2 separate regions of the Pan troglodytes genome follow, and region 2 is linked to region 1. The links are chromatin contacts, called in public Hi-C maps. All regions are on one chromosome and are shown on one strand. Each heading gives the region's core, a stretch centred on a gene start, on an enhancer-like site or on the middle of the called end of the contact. The rest is flanking DNA. Distances are from core to core; before and after follow the strand shown. Region 1 holds the start of NTNG2 (netrin G2). Region 2 overlaps MED27 (mediator complex subunit 27).

Evidence for each region. A called contact is a pair of places that touch in the nucleus more often than the background predicts.
Region 2: a contact with region 1 is called in a Hi-C map of stem cell-derived neural progenitor cells, with 1.8 times the contacts expected there. The contact joins the enhancer-like site here to the promoter of NTNG2 in region 1. A contact is called at or near these places in 1 of 7 Hi-C or Micro-C datasets (stem cell-derived neural progenitor cells), 1 of 1 datasets of contacts at active chromatin or transcription factors (stem cell-derived excitatory neurons) and 1 of 1 other capture datasets (stem cell-derived neural stem cells).

The regions. Positions count from the first base shown.
Region 1 is chr11:6,296,390-6,301,154 of NHGRI_mPanTro3-v2.0_pri, reverse strand. It overlaps NTNG2 (netrin G2), which reads left to right and starts at 1,902. Exons shown (of 11, transcript XM_063788131.1): 1 at 1,902-2,417.
Region 2 is chr11:6,497,282-6,501,790 of NHGRI_mPanTro3-v2.0_pri, reverse strand. All of the region lies in intron 3 of MED27 (mediator complex subunit 27), which reads right to left. Among named protein-coding and RNA genes, the nearest start is that of MED27, 120 kb to the right of the region's middle. Within about 2 kb of position 2,175, at least 10 of the 24 cell types and tissues checked have an H3K27ac peak or open chromatin away from gene starts, as enhancers often do. A contact at or near this core is called in stem cell-derived neural progenitor cells and stem cell-derived neural stem cells, where this site is marked.

The DNA.
Region 1 (4,765 bases), core at 653-3,152:
TCCCTATCTTGGAAAATAAGTGCTTTATGGTTCACTTGAAAGGAACATCGTCTCCTGGAGGCTGCTGTGGAGTGCGGTCAACTCAGGATCATAGCAGAGGGACCACCCTCCTGGACAAATCCCCTCATCGTGCAGATGGGGAAACTGAAGCCAAGAGCAGGGAAGGGATCTCCCCCAGCCACACAGCGTGGTAAGGGCTGAGCCAAGAAAAGCCCATTATCCCAACTCTCAGTGCGGTGCTCTTTCCATTATCCTGGGGTCTGGAAATGAGGAAACCAGAAGACAGCTTCTGGCATAGGTCCCCGAAAAAAGCCTGTTGGCATCAGCTTGTTGCAGAGGCAGGGAGTATTGGTGAGGTGGGGGCTGGCGGGGAGGCATGTTAAAAATTGTTTCTAGTGGCACATATCTTTGCATATGGGTCACTGAAACCATCCTGGCAGTGCTAGGGAGGAGGCACCCCTGGTTCCTCCACTGTGTTTAGATGAACTACAAGTAAGAAGCAGCCCCTCCATCTCTTTGGCCATTCCTGACAGCATCCAGTCCACAGTGATGATGGAGGAGCAGGGCGGTTCCCAGGGATTGATGACCATGCCCTGGGGTGACAGCAGGCTGAGGGCTGACCCTGGTCATCACTCACCCTGTGCAGGAGCCCCACACCCTGCCCTTCACTGCTGCCTGCAGGCTGAATGCTTAAAAATCAAACCACCAAGATCTGTTCTCTTCTCCCAGGGAGCTTCCTCCTGCATAGAACAGGTAACCAGGGGCGGGCCCATGTCTGCCTTCCTGGGCTGCTTGGTGAGACAGGCCCATCTCCAGTGGTAGGCATCTGAGAGCATGTGCAGGTAGAGGCACACAGTGGCCCTGTTTTGACCCCTCTTTGAAAAAAGAAGGATTTACCGTTCATATCTCACATATGGGGAAACTGAGCCCCAAAGCAGTCTGGGCCATGTTCCAAGTTCACCAGCCAGCCAGGCCAGTGACAGAGCATCACCCAGAAACCCAAGAGCCCTGCCTCCCTGGCCACAATCCTTAGCTATGTGACCTTGGGCAAGTTATCTAACATCTCTAACTTAAGGCTTTGCTACTAGCAGTGAAGTCACAGGGCTTTGGCGAAGATTCAGTGAATAATGCACACAACCTGGTTTGCATGGAGTCTGGCATAAAACAGGTGTTCAATAAATATATTATTATTATTATTACAGCAGATGACAGTCTTTAATTCCGCATCCTCTTCCTGTTTTGTCACAAGATTCCAAATATTATTCAGCAGTATAACTCCGTCTCCAGTTTTCAGGACAGCTGAGAACAGGGAAGGGTTAAGGTGGAGGTGAAGGGTGGCAGCAGGGCGGGGCACTGAGGTGCCATGTCTTGCTCCATTCCCAACACCCTCTGTGACCTTGGGCTGGTCTCTCTCTCTCTCTGCCTCTCTCTCTGTCTGTCCTCAGGCCCTTTGTTCTTGATGGATCCAAATGACAGTGCTGGCTGCTCAAGGCTGCAGTGAGCCCACCCCAGGAGGCCAGGAGTGTCCGAAAACCACATGTGCTTCTGGAAGATGTGGAAACTCTCCCAGAAGCCCTCGGAGGCAGGCTGGCAGGAAACCTCCCGGGGGTCAGAGATCCCAGGGCTGCCGGATGTGATATTGCCAACTCGGTGGCCTCTGCCCGGGGCTGCTGCTACCGGAGCCCTCCCACACCTGCCTCCCATGCTTGCAGGGGAGGGAGACAGAGAAACCCTCAGCCAGGCCCCTCCTGCCCCACTACTCTGCACTCCCTGCAGAGCTGGCTTGGCTTCGTCAAAAGCAGGGCCCATCAGGGTGGAGGCGGCGATGTGTCAGCTGGTATTCAGGCTCTGGTTGTGCGCTCAGATCGCTCCCCCTCCCCATCTCCCCAAATCCACCCACCCACCCCGGTACCCACTGCTTGGGGCCTTCTGGGTGGCAGCACTTCACAGAGAGAGACCGAGGAGCAGCCCTGAGCCCTTGGCTGTGGGGGGTGGGGGAACTGACTCACTTGGCCCCCCTCCCTCGTGCCGATGGGGCAGCCCCCACACCCATGGGCGCTGGCACCCCGGCAGGCCCCCGGGTTTTGGAAAAGGAAGCTGCAGCCCGGCTGCGCCTGACCGGAGCCGGCTGAGGATGCGCTCTGGGCGCAGGGACCCGCTGGCCCCCGGGCCGGGAGGCGATGTTTAGGCAGCGACCCCCCAGAGGCTGCCGGGGCCACCCTGGCCACGGGCCCGCCGGGACGCCCCTGCTCGCCGCGCCCCTCCCCGGGCCGTGGCGCGTCCCCCGAGCCGCGCAATATTTCCTTCCTGCACCTTTAAGAAGACCGTTGCTCCGTGGTGGGATGGTGTGTTAAAGCCACACAGAGGAAGTTACGCAGCCCGGATCAGACCGAGAGATAAAAGCCCCGATGGTGATCGTGAGTGATGGCAAGAGGATTTAGCCTCGGCATTAACTTGGAGCGGAGTGCAGGGGGGCAGTGAAGCGCCCGCCATCTGGCCCGCGCCGCGCCGGGGGGATGCCCCGGCTCCCCGACGAGACGCCGCGAAGCCCACCCGGGCCGGGGGCTGCCCGGCGCCCGAGCGCGGGTCCTCCCCGGGCCGCCCAGGGGGGCCAAAAAGTTTGCACTTGTTAGCGGCGACCTCCCGCTCAGCCCGGGCGGGCGATGCGGGCGGCGCGGGCGGCCCCCTCCCCCGGCCCGCGTCTCCGGGACGGCTGCGGGCGGCCCCCCCGGCGGCCGGAGGGCTCCCCGGCCCCGATCTGACGGCGGCGGCGGCGGCGGCCACAGCGGCGGGAGCGGCGCGGGGAAGGAGCAGCGGCTCGCAGCCCTCGGCCCGCGCCCCCACCCAGCGCCAGCCCGAGGGGGGAGGCGCAGCGCCGGAGGGTGGCGGTCCTCGGCCCTCCCGGGTCTCCGCGCCGGGAAGCCGCTCCGAGCCGGGGTAAGGCGGGCGGGGAGAGCCCGGGAGGCGGGCGAGGGGAGAGGCTGCAGCTTGGCCAGGCTGGTTTCATTTTTAAAGGGCTTCGGTGACCATGCAGGCTTGCCCGGGCCCGGGAGCCACTTACAGCGGCCCGGCAAAGGCTCGGATGCAAAAGTTGTTTGGTGGCGGCTGCTACGAGCTGAGGACTGGAGTCGCCCCAGAGGGGTGTGTGAGGGTGCGTTCTTAGCAGCATCTTAAAGGGGTAGCTTGTCTTTCTGGCCGGCTTCCCCCGGGTCCTTTCCGTCGTGTGTGTGAGAGTGTGTGTGTGTGTGTGTGTGAGAGTGTGTGTGTGTGTGTGTGTGTGTATGTGTGTGTGTGTGTCGGGGAGGGATGTTGCAAGGGTGCTCGGATGTGTCTCGGAAAAGGAAACTAACCCTGCTCCCGCGCCTCTCCCCCACCCCAATTCCACCGCCACCGCTTAGAGCCACCCCCATCCCGTGCCCTCCCATCTCTCTGCAAACTGGGAGCCTGTGAGTTGCACAGAGAAACTCCTGGCCAGTCCGGCCGCGGCTGGAAACTTCTCCCGGCGCCGGGAGGGGGTCGGGAGGTGAGGGGGCGCAGGCACTGATTTGGGGCCGGCGTGGAGTCGAACCTGGAACTGAGCGGCGCGCAGGTTGGGGGAGCAGAGGCGGCGGGAAGGCGGGAAGAGAGGACCGCGGGCTCGCGGGGTCCGCCTGCTCCGGAGTAAGTTGGCCGTCTGGGCTGGGGGCGGCGGCGGCCGGGTCGCCACAGGCGGCAGCGCCGGGGCAAAGGATACAGCCAGTTCCTGGGCGCCCTGCTCTGTGTCTTTTAATTAAGGGAGGCAGTGCCGAAAAAGGGGGCACCTCAGTCCCGGCCGGGCCTTTATTACGGGCTTAATTATTAATTGCTCCCGTGGCTTGCACGCAACTTTGGGAAGACGAAAAGCAGCTGCGGGGCTGCCGGGTCGTCGGTGTCCCAGGCACAGGGCTCGCAGCCGGCCCGAAGCACTGACTCGACCCTGGCCCCGGCCTCGACCCCGCCCGCCGCCCGCCGGGACCCACCCGGGGGCTGCTGCTCGCGCCCCGCCTCCCGCGCCCAACTTTCCAGGGCTCCCGCGGGCGGGGACCCAGGGGCCGGATAAAGGGCCCGCTCCGGAGCAGGGGGACACCGGGGCCGCCGGAATTAGGACGCCCGCCGAGGCTACAGTGAGCGCGGGGCGCCCGCTGGACCCCGCCCGGGGCAGAGGACGGGAAGGTGACCCCGCCGGCCAAGCTCCCTTTCCCTCCCGGCAACCCCCACTCTCCCCTGAAGGCAGATTTCACCCCCCTCTGCCGCCCCTGCCGAGGAGGGAGAGGGAACCCCGGGGTGGGCTGAGTCCCCCCTAGCCCCAGGAGCCCCCAGCGCCCTCCCTCCCGTGCTCCCAGGGGCCCCGCGCCCGCCGCGGCAAGTTTCCCACACGGCGAGGGCGCAGCAGGCAACTCCAAGAGGAACCTGCTGGCGAGCCCAGCCAGCTCGGGAGGCGCTAATTCAATAAGACAGAGAAATCTGAGTTCAGAAATCCTGATAAAATCTAATTTTCGAGTTTTAATACCCTGGCTATCAGCCCCCCTCGGTTCCTGAGGACTCTTAAAAGAAAATAAAGCACATTGATTCTATTTGTTTCTGGGAGCTGCAGTTTCTTAATAATATCAGGTGAAGATAAATTTTCCACGGAGAAAACGATCCTCCGGGATTGCAGCTTCTTACTCTGAAAATTTCCCTGCCGACTCCTCACTCTCTGCGCTCCTCCTCGTTATCCGGGGACTCCTGCCTCTCTTCCCCCTTCTCT
Region 2 (4,509 bases), core at 926-3,425, 200 kb before region 1:
GTTCAGAGATAGCTGGAGAGGAGACGCAGACTCCACGTGCTGAGCAGAATTGCAGCAGGACAACCTCATCCTGTGAAGCCCTTTGGCTCTTTATTTGCCTGTCTGGACTATTAAAAGTTTCACATGTGTTTGAATAGAGAAAACATTTTTGACATATTTAAACCTATACATTACTACTGAAGTAAGATATTTCCCTCAAAACATTTTTTGGATAGAAAATTCTTTTCATGTTGAATGGGAACAATTAATAAAACAGGAAGACAGTGCTGTAGTTTAGATCATGAAATCAGGCGTCCAACTGCCTTGGTCCAATTCCCAGCTCTATGAAGTAGGTGAGTTACTGGGCTTCAACTCTCATTTTGAAATGAGGACAATAACAGTATCTTCTTTCATAAGGTGGCTGTGAAGACTAAATGCGTAAGGCATGGAAGGAGCCTGGCACATTTCCTAGTACAACACACATGTATACCCGCACTAAGTGGTCAGTTATATGATGAAGATAACTCAGTACATTAAACTCTGACCCAGAATCCAAGTAACTGGGTCTTTTGCCACAGTTTTCTCCACCACCTCACCTTAACCCAAAGCATATAGGGCAGTGTAATCAGCTGAAAAAATCCTGGCGCCGCTCTGGAAAAGTCTAGATTCCATCCTGGCTCTCCTCCTTGTACAGAGGGCCACAGCGGGCAAATCACCCAGCCCTCTGGCTTCGGTTTCCTCTTCTTTAGACAAGGTAATCTCTAAGGGTCCTTCCAGCTCTAGTCAGTTCGATACACATTTCCTAAAGCTTACTACATGCACAAAGAAGCAATTATACACTTATAAAGACTGTCCATCTTTGAATGGTACATACGGTAATTATTCCAGAAAACTCAAATTACTCAGAATACCCTATTTCTTAACCTCTGGGAATAACTGGAATCTATTATGCTTGATAGATTTCAGTGAAATCTATCAGTATATAACAGCAGAACAGTTCCAAGTACCATTCTGGCATAAAATACGTGTTTTTTGCCACTATCTAGGGGGGCCCATTACTAGAAATTTCTGAAGAAACTTGTAACTAGAAGGAACTATTGCAACTAAGCCTGAGGACTAAAGATGAGTATTTTAACAAGAACCCCAGGAAACAAATTTTGTAATCAAGGAAATTTACAGGAACACTACAGTTCACAAATGAATATTTACTGTAGCTGAGTAGGCTGCCCTAATGTGGCTGTGTAGGATGCTCAGAGGGCATGTGTAATTAAAGGGCACATACCTCATCTGTCTTTCACTTGAGGATCTCAGAATAGAACAGATAAAAACAATTATTTACTTAAATGTCAACGGCTTTAGAAATAGAAGCCAGGAATATAAGCATGCAGGTCTTTGAATTCTTAAATTTCAGACACCCACTCTTGTAAACAGGAGATCTGTTACAATTAACAGATGCAGCTGTAACTCAGATTCAGTTGTGTCGTATCAATCACTCCGTTTAATGCTCCAAATATCACCATATGCACCTACCCCATGAAGGCTGTAGCTTGACGCTCTGACTTGTGAAGTGGGGTGTGTGTGTGCGCTCATGCACACAAGAAATATTTGAGTGGGTACAGTTCAAGAGCTAGGGACACGGCTCATAATGATCCAGCAAAGAGTCTCTCTCACTCAGATCTCACCTTTGTCTTGACAGAGACTGTAGTGAATCACACTGTGAATGAGTCAACAACGCAACAGCGTTAAAGTCAACTGCTTAGAATTGTGTTAATATAAAGGATTACATGTAAAATGGGAGATAATCATTCCATTTTGGTAAAAACAGGTGTAGTACCAACATGAATAATAATGAGGGATGACAAATTGGAGCATATGTACAGAAGATGAATACAGCCAGTAATCCCTTTGAACACAGGTATACAAAGCCTTAACAACAAGGGGAGAGTGTCTACCACAAAATAAGAGATGAGATGACACAGTCACTCCTAAAACATGCAAATGGAAGTTGCTGAGTGAAGACAGATCAATTATCCTTAGTCGATGAGAATAATAAGACAGAGTGACAGCAGGAAACACTGAGGTTAAATATTAGGCAAAACGTAACAATGGGAAGAATGCTAGCAGAGGAGAGGCTGCCAGGAGAGTCGAAGAAATGACCGCCTGTAGAGGCATGCAGGGTTAAAGCTGGACACCCGCCTCATTATGAGTGGAATTATTCCTGCCACAGCTCAGGGAAACTGGAGAAGAGTGTCATTAGAGAGGTCTCTGCTGATCTAAATGGGTACGAAAACAAGGAGGCTGAGCTCTTGCTTATCAACATTTTTAACCCTCCAAAGTAAGTGAGGGTTTTGCCCACTGGGCAACAGTCTTGACACTGAAACCCATCACATGCCTGTAAAAATGGCCCGCACGTGGCATATGTCGCAGCAGGCAAGAAGGCAACACAATGGCTGCTTGTTTCAGAGACAGAAGCTCGAAGCTGTCTGGGCGGCGGCTCTGGGTAATCACATCCCAAACACAGAACAGGATTTTTTCCCTGCCTGAAATGCCCTCTGATATTTTTCAGCCTTAATTCAAAGGTTTCTTTCTTTGTTGAGTTCAGAACAGTATAGCATGTTTTCTGTTGTTAAACAACGTAAAGCATTTACACTTGATTAGCTGTAGTATGAGTATCAGCAGGACTTGGAAACTTTTCATCATCTTCATGAAGGTTCTGAGGGTCCGCTGACAGCCCTGGGAAATAGTCTTTTTCCAGATTTCCACTGTAAATAATGGCTGACCATTGGCCTCTGTGTTTCAAGGCCTGATGAAGGCAGCAGGGCACAGGACAGAACCGCTGCTTTTGTGAACTAGCGAAGGAGCCTCATGCTGGGGAGGCGCTGCTTTCTACAGTCCCTTCCCACTTAGGGTAGCACAGCCTGGCCATATCCACAGGGGCCCTAAACACTCTACAGCTAAAAAGCCTTCTTCTGCTCTCTATCTCTCTGAAAGATGACAATATGTGCTGTGCACCTTTAGCGCTATTTTCTCCATGAAGTGAAAGGCACTTCAGTGAATCAATCCATGTTTGGAAATATATTCCAAAAGTTGATAGATTTAAGAATTATAATGATAATCTCCAAAGGAATCATATAATCCTGGAGACAGAAGACAACTGAGAGGATAGCTAGTCCAAATTTGTTACTCGATGGACAAGCTAGCTGACTTGTTTAAAGACTTCTATCTAGTGGTAGGCAAAGCTGGGATTGGAACTCAGATCCTTCTGAATGTTTTCTTTCCCCCATACACTAGTCTGAGATAGAGACATTTAAAATGTGGCTACTGATAAGCATTATGAACCAATAAACTCTTCCAAAAGGCAGATTTAAGATACTCTTACAGCCACATGTAAAAAAGTTTCCACTGTTATTTATGTATTTATTTTTGAGACGGGGTCTGACTCTGTCACCCAGGCTGGACTGCAGAGGCACAATCACAACTCACTGCAACCTCTGCCTTCCAGGCTCAAGTCATCCTCCCACTTCACCCTCCTGAGTAGCTGGCATTACAGGCATGTGCCACCACACCCAGCTAATTTTTGTATTTTTTTGGTAGAGACAGGGTTTCACCATGTTGTCCAGGTTGGTCTTGAATTCCTGGGCTCAAGCGATCCATCCACCTCAGCCTCCCAAAGTGCTGGGACTACAGGTGTGAGCCATTGTGCCTGGCATGTGATTTTTTTTTTTTTTTTTTTTTGTGATAGGAGTATTATATTCTGATCCACTCCTAATTTTCCAGCAATAAATTCTGGTCATAGTTTACATGTAATCGAAATTATCCCACTAGGTTTTGAGAAAGCTTGATCTATTTTCAAACACAGACTCAAGAAATCATGAGTTTGTGTTTAAAGTGGATGCTTGGACATACTCAACTCCATCCCGGCTGGGTGCTATTTTATGCTCAATTAGTATCTGTTTTGGTATTTTCTTTAAATCTTTTGGAATAAAACAGTAATCCTGTTAAATAAATTTTTGTAAATATTCTTGGCATTCTTTCCTTTAGTGAAGAGGAAAGCTGGATGAAGTTCATAGTAAGATGGTTTCATTTTATCTGAATTTTAAGTAACTGGCTAATGATTTTCATTCCGCAGATGTGGACGACATTTCAGCATTGATTCAAATACACTTGATTCATCTATTTTGGTTCGCAAGAAAGTTTCTAATACAAAAATAAAACTTTAAAAAGCCGAACATAAATTTCTAAACCTGTGCCGCAATGGCCAGTAAAATATTAAAGCATAATGTTCAGCTAAACTATTTCCAAGCCATACATCATTTTCTGTTTGGGTCCTACCCAACTGTTTCAAAGTTCATTTTTACAGTGTTCAGGGATAATAGCAACCGTATCATTCACAGGAGCCATGGCCAGTCAATTTCTACAGAGAGGAAATGGAATTGTTCCAAACAGATTAAGTTTTAGTGTAGAGAGCAAAGACCCCCTGAGGTTAGCATTTCTGAAACAAAATGGCCAGAAATTAAGTTTAGATAATTT